Regions from separate parts of the Callithrix jacchus genome. Here region 1 is linked to region 2. A link is a contact called in public Hi-C data. All regions are on one chromosome and are shown on one strand. Each heading gives the region's core, a stretch centred on a gene start, on an enhancer-like site or on the middle of the called end of the contact. The rest is flanking DNA. Distances are from core to core; before and after follow the strand shown. Region 1 overlaps SYNJ2 (synaptojanin 2). Region 2 holds the start of SYNJ2 (synaptojanin 2).

The links. A called contact is a pair of places that touch in the nucleus more often than the background predicts.
Region 1: a Hi-C map of skeletal muscle shows a contact between it and region 2, with 4 times the contacts expected there. The contact joins the enhancer-like site here to the promoter of SYNJ2 in region 2. A contact is called at or near these places in 2 of 3 Hi-C or Micro-C datasets (both in skeletal muscle).

What each region holds. Positions count from the first base shown.
Region 1 is chr4:164,887,349-164,890,088 of calJac240_pri, forward strand. SYNJ2 (synaptojanin 2) reads left to right here. Exons shown (of 28, transcript XR_013534652.1): 14 at 1,677-1,758; 15 at 2,529-2,669. Among named protein-coding and RNA genes, the nearest start is that of SYNJ2, 87 kb to the left of the region's middle. Within about 2 kb of position 1,358, at least 3 of the 16 cell types and tissues checked have an H3K27ac peak or open chromatin away from gene starts, as enhancers often do. A contact at or near this core is called in skeletal muscle, where this site is marked.
Region 2 is chr4:164,800,660-164,803,568 of calJac240_pri, forward strand. It overlaps SYNJ2 (synaptojanin 2), which reads left to right and starts at 1,532. Exons shown (of 28, transcript XR_013534652.1): 1 at 1,532-1,763.

The DNA of each region.
Region 1 (2,740 bases), core at 108-2,607, 87 kb after region 2:
CACCAGGCGGAGGGTGTGGCTTCTCGAGCCATGTGACTGTAAGGATGGGAGCCAGGCCTGCCTTCAGTGTTTTTTGTTTTGTTTTGTTTTGAGATGAGTGTCACTGTTGTCACCCAGGCTGGAGTGCAGTGGCGCAATCTCAGCTCACTGCAACCTCCTCCTCCCAGGTTCAAGCGATTCTCCTGCCTCAGCCTCCTTAGTAGCTGGGATTACAGGCACACACCACCAGGCCCAACTAGTTTTGGTATTTTCAGTAGAGACGGGGTTTCGCCATGTTGGCCAGGCTGGTCTCAAACTCCTGACCTCAGGCAATCCACCTGCCTCGACCTCCCAAAGTTGGGAGTGTGAGCAACTACACCCAGCCCTGCCTGCAGTGTTGATATTGACCAAGAATGGCTCATCCCTGCCTCTCATTAAACCAGTTCTATTCATCTGCTTTAAGTAGTCACAAAACAATTCATGTGCTTTTTAAGAATAAAATAATTCCGAGTGTCAACACCTCACCTTTTATATAATGAGATACACTGTTGAATGGCCCCAGAACTTAAGACCCAAATAAGTGATTCTTGTTCCATCAGCGTTGACTCGGGCTTTTTTTTTTTTTTGCTTCCTTGGACTTAGGAAGAGACTTGTGGTTCAGTTTTTAGCCTGCTGGTGAGTGACCTGTGGTCTAGCTGACATGTGGTGGGCCATGTGTACATTTGTGCCCCACAGCTGCCTGGGTGGTACCCAGAGTCCCATCCCATCCCTTCCTCTGCACGTGCCATCCGTGCCTTACTTTCTGCCTCCAAGGGCAGGTAGCAGAGTCCACCCTGCAGAGCCACTGGGGCTCTCCATGTCAGGGGTAGCCTGGGTTGGTGCTTGCAGTGCCTCCAGAAGCCATTCAGGATGCCCTCCGGCAGAGTCCCATCGACACGGAGAGTGCTTGGCACAGCCATAGCTCAGCAGCCATTCCTCCCGATGCTAACGTGACTCCTTTTCCCTGCAGGAAGGCGTGCGTGTTTGTAGCAAGCTGGCTGGTATTTTGCAGGGGATCTTTTTGGGGTAGACACTAGCGCACTCCCCCGCAGTCCCACTAGAGATGCACCAGGTTCCAGACAAGGAAGGTGCTATGGTGACTGTTGCCGAGCAGATCCACAGGGGGACGGGGATTGTTTTCTTTAAAAAATAATAATAATAAAGCTTTAAGTCAGGGACACTAGAGGTTCCAGGTTGCCCATTGTGGCCAACAGAGAAGGAAGTGGATGGCCTGCCTGACCTCTTGCTGGCCTCTCGCTGACAGAGGCCACGTCCTCCTGGCAGGAGCCGGGGGAGGCGGGCATTTCACTTTCTGCAGCAGCTGGAGCCGTGGCTGGGCTTGGTGGCTCAGAGCCTGGATGTCAGAGGTCGTGACTGGAGAGATTCAGTCGACAGCTACAGGGTTATATGAAACTCTGACCTCCTTTGTTCAAAGGGAACAGACAGAATGGATGGAGCCCTCGGGCTCACTGCTGCGTTGAAGCCAAGCATTACTGAAGTAGGTTCCGCCGGCAGTTCCCAGCAGCAGTAGCAGCCCCCTGGAGCTGGACTCAGGCAGTGGACAGCGTGGCTCTGAAGAGGGGACCCGGGAACCCCATGAATTCGTAACACAGGACATGGCAGTTCTGACCTCTGTCATCTCTTGCCTTGCTCCCCAGATGACAGCAGCCCAGCTGACATATTTGCTGTGGGGTTTGAAGAGATGGTGGAGCTGAGTGCAGGGAATATTGTCAATGCCAGGTAAGGGGCAGGGGTGCGGGCTGGGCAGGACCTGACTCAGATGCCTGGCTGGGAACAGAGCCTCTGAGACTCTTCCTGGAGCCAGCCTGCTTCTGAGCTGGCTAAGCTGTAGTCCAGTCCTGGCTGTGTGAGGATCTCTCACCTGGCTCTGTCTGTAACCACGTGTGCACCGCCCTGTTCTTTCCCTGCTGTTTAAGGAAGTAGAAGGAAGGGCTGATGGTTGCTGTGTTTTCTCTGTGGTGCTCTGGCCTCGGCCACTTGAGGCTGATTTATGCTGCCAGAGGGAGCTGGCATGTGTGGACCTGGGGTACAGGGGCGGGGCACAGGACCTGGGGCACAGAGACTGGGAGAGTGGCTGACTCATGTTTCCTGGGGAGAGGTGAGAAAGCAGAGTGCCGGGACGCGGTACTTCCCTCCTTCACACCAGGGCGAAGGGAAGAATCAAATCCACTGGATTTGTATTTGATATGAAGTCAACTGGACATTCCACCACCCCCTCAACCCTGCCAAACTGGCCTGGCTGTTATTTCAAGGAACTTTCTGAACAAATAAATAAGATGGACTCTGTGGGGCTGCTGTGATGTATGAGACGCAACCAGAAATACCCAGATCCTCTGGTAGAACAGGGAAAGCATGACACTGATATTGGGGTGCTGGCAGTGTGACGTCGGTTCTGCACATGGAACGGGCCTGGGCTGGAGCATTTGGCAGGTGGGAGATGGCACTTCAGACACCTGGAAACAGCATTCTCCTTTCCTTTTCTCTTCCAGTACCACCAACAGGAAGATGTGGGGGGAGCAGCTTCAGAAAGCCATATCACGCTCGCACAGGTACATTCTGCTGACTTCGGCGCAGCTGGTGGGCGTCTGTCTTTACATCTTTGTGCGTCCCTACCATGTCCCGTTCATCAGGTAAGAACATCTGGTGTATACACATCTGGGCAACAAAGGCTTGTCAGCCTCTGGGTTTAATTATTTGACTT
Region 2 (2,909 bases), core at 282-2,781:
AGACATAAAAACATTTCTCAAGCACCATATGAGTAGTTGAGAGCCAAAGTCTGTAAATCTGAGTGTTATACAAGCACAATTATCTGGGACCTCAGCATTCCAGGAAGGCTCCCTGAAAGAAGTGAGCTTTGGGTCAAAAAGTGGGCCAAAGGCCAATCTGCCTCATTGAACGGGCACTGTTTTCATGAGGTAGCAATATTTCCATTTACACAGGAAGAAGCTGCTCAGACGGCTGAGGAGCTTTAGGCCTGAGATGCTGAGCACTCACGCTTGACCTGGGCGGAGTTCGTCGGCCAGGAAATGGGCTGAGGGTCAAGATAACTGAGTAATAAATAGAACAACCTACTGGGGTTGTTAGTATTTATTACCCAGTCATCACCTGAGAGGTTGTCCTCTGAGGATGGCTTGTCCGGCCATTACTGCATGTCGGAAAGGACATGGCAATGTTCTGCTTGGCTCTAGAACAAGTCCCAGAGACAAACAGTTTGGCCAGTGCAGCAGGATGGGGTGAGAGAGGAACTGAGTTTGTTTGGGGGCGATGGAAGCACCTGATGGAGGCCTCTCGGCCATCCCCACGTACCCATCACAAGAGAAGGGAATTAAGCCGCTAGACGCCCCAAAGGGTGATTCCAACTCAGCCCTAAACTCCCACCCCCACCCCACCTGCCCTGCAGCTCTAACAGGCCGGGCCTCGGTGCTAGAACCTGGAGTCAGAAGGCTGAGCCTCAGGGGATTGGGCTGCGAGGCCACACACTCTCGCGTACACGCACGGACACATGCGGGTGTTCAGGGCTGGCGGAAAGGCACTGTCACCATCTGACAGGCGAGGAAAGTGGAGCGCAGGGAAGGCAGGGTCACGTGGTGGGAGTCGTGGTCTGGTTCACAGCCCCAGGTCTCTCGGCGACAACGCACCGTTGACCCTCAACACCTCTCCCTGGCGAGGACGGTGACCGCAACAGCCTCGGAGACAGAACGCTAGTGAAAGGCAACCTTTCTCCAGCCCGCTCCACACGCCCCGCACCCGCTAAGCGCCTCCGCAAATTAACTCAGTCCTCGGCGCCCACGTAGACGCAGTTATGACCCCGCTTCACCGCAGGGAGACCAGGCACGCAGGGTCAAAAGGACTCGTCCAGGGTCGCAGGAGCCGACCACACACGGAGGCGCAGCGCCCCGGGAGGGAGCAGGCGGCGGGTCCAGCCTGGAGGACTGCCGGGCCGGCCTGCCCATATAAGGCTTCGAGCGGCCGGCATCGCGGCCAGGCTCCCGGGGGCGCCCCGCGCGGGGCATCCTCCTCCGCGGCGAGGAATGCGTGGCATCTGGGAGGCCCTTCCGCTCCACGCCCGCCCGCCGGGAGCCTCAGTCCCTGGGCGCGGCCTCACGCAGCTGCCTGGCCACTGGGGGGAGCGCGGAGCGCGGGGCCGGGAGGGAGGCGGTGGCGCGCCCTCACCTGCCCCAGCCGGGGAGGCGGGTGTGGGGAGGAGGAGGAAGGGGAGGAGGCCGGGGAGGAGCCTGGCGCGGCGGGAGCGGCGGCGCAAAGTGAAACTCTGGGAAGTTGCGGGCGCACGGGGAACTGTCGCTGGCATCGCGCCCTCGGGGGTACGCGGCCCCGGCCCCCGCCGCAGCGGGCCCGGCGCCGATGGCCCTGAGCAAAGGGCTGCGGCTGCTGGGGCGCCTGGGGGCAGCGGGGGACTGCAGTGTACTGCTGGAGGCGCGCGGCCGCGGCGACTGCCTGCTGTTCGAGGCCGGCACGGTGGCCACGCTGGGTGAGTCCGGCCCGGAGGCGAGGGCGCCCGCCTTCTCCCAGCTTTGGGAAGACGGGTACCCCCTTTCCCGAGGGAATCGGGCGGCGCGGGGACTACCGGGGCGTGGGAGTCGCGGGCAGAGGGGTGGCTTTTTGAATGAACTGGGGCTGGGGACTCTGGAGAGCACTCCGGCTGGGCGTGGCGCACGGAGGCCGACCGCCCCTCCTCGGGGATCTCCGGTCCCCGCGGCAGCAGGATGTGGTTGTTGGAGAGCCGGCTGGAGCGCTTTGCGTATTCTCGAGAATCCCGGCGTGGGGCGGGGGTTGACTTGGGAGCCGGCCTGACCTTGTGCCTGGCGCCTTTTCTTTGGCACCTGTTGATGAAACCAGCGATTGCCCTTTGGTTTGTGTCGGCGGCGCCACTCCTGGATTGGATGGGGACCAAAGCCCCAGAACATAGGCTCTGGAGAAACTGCTGATGGCACCTTTGTCCCACGTAAATACTTGGTCGAGAGGCATGGGTACTGCAATGTATTGAACTTGTGAGCAAATTTACCGTGACTCTACCTTTATGCTGTGTTAGATCCTGTAAGCCAGCGAATTTCACCTATGGACTTCAGAAGCCTTGAAACTGGCATTGTGCTACGTATGGGGTTTAGAACATTATCTCACTTAATTTTCACAATTCTACTAAAGAGCTATTATTGCCCCCATTTTGCAGATGAGCCAACTGAGGCTCGAAGAGGCTAAGAAAGTTGCTTGCTAAGGTGACACCGTCCACCTGACTTTCATGTGGCTGTTTCTATAACATCATTCAATGCGTGGCTTCCTGGTATCGCTAACCTCCTGGGTCCCTTGTTTTGTGCTAACCATTATAAGGAAAGCCTGGGTAGCAGCAAAGCACGTGAAACCAGACCTGATTGTTAGACTTGTAAATGTGGACACGGGAGAGTAGGCGCCCACCAGTAGGCGTCCAGCTGTAGCAGTTTCCCGGTATTCCGAACTAAACAAGGTGCAGCGCGGGGTAACGTGCACTTGAGGTGGTCGCAAATGCAGCAGGCAGTCACGGCTCGCAGATGCCTCTAGCCTTGTTTTCACGTTTATATGCACCGACTCCAGTTCAGATGTATGTCTTGGAAGGACTATCTCTTTCTGATTCCCTGATCGT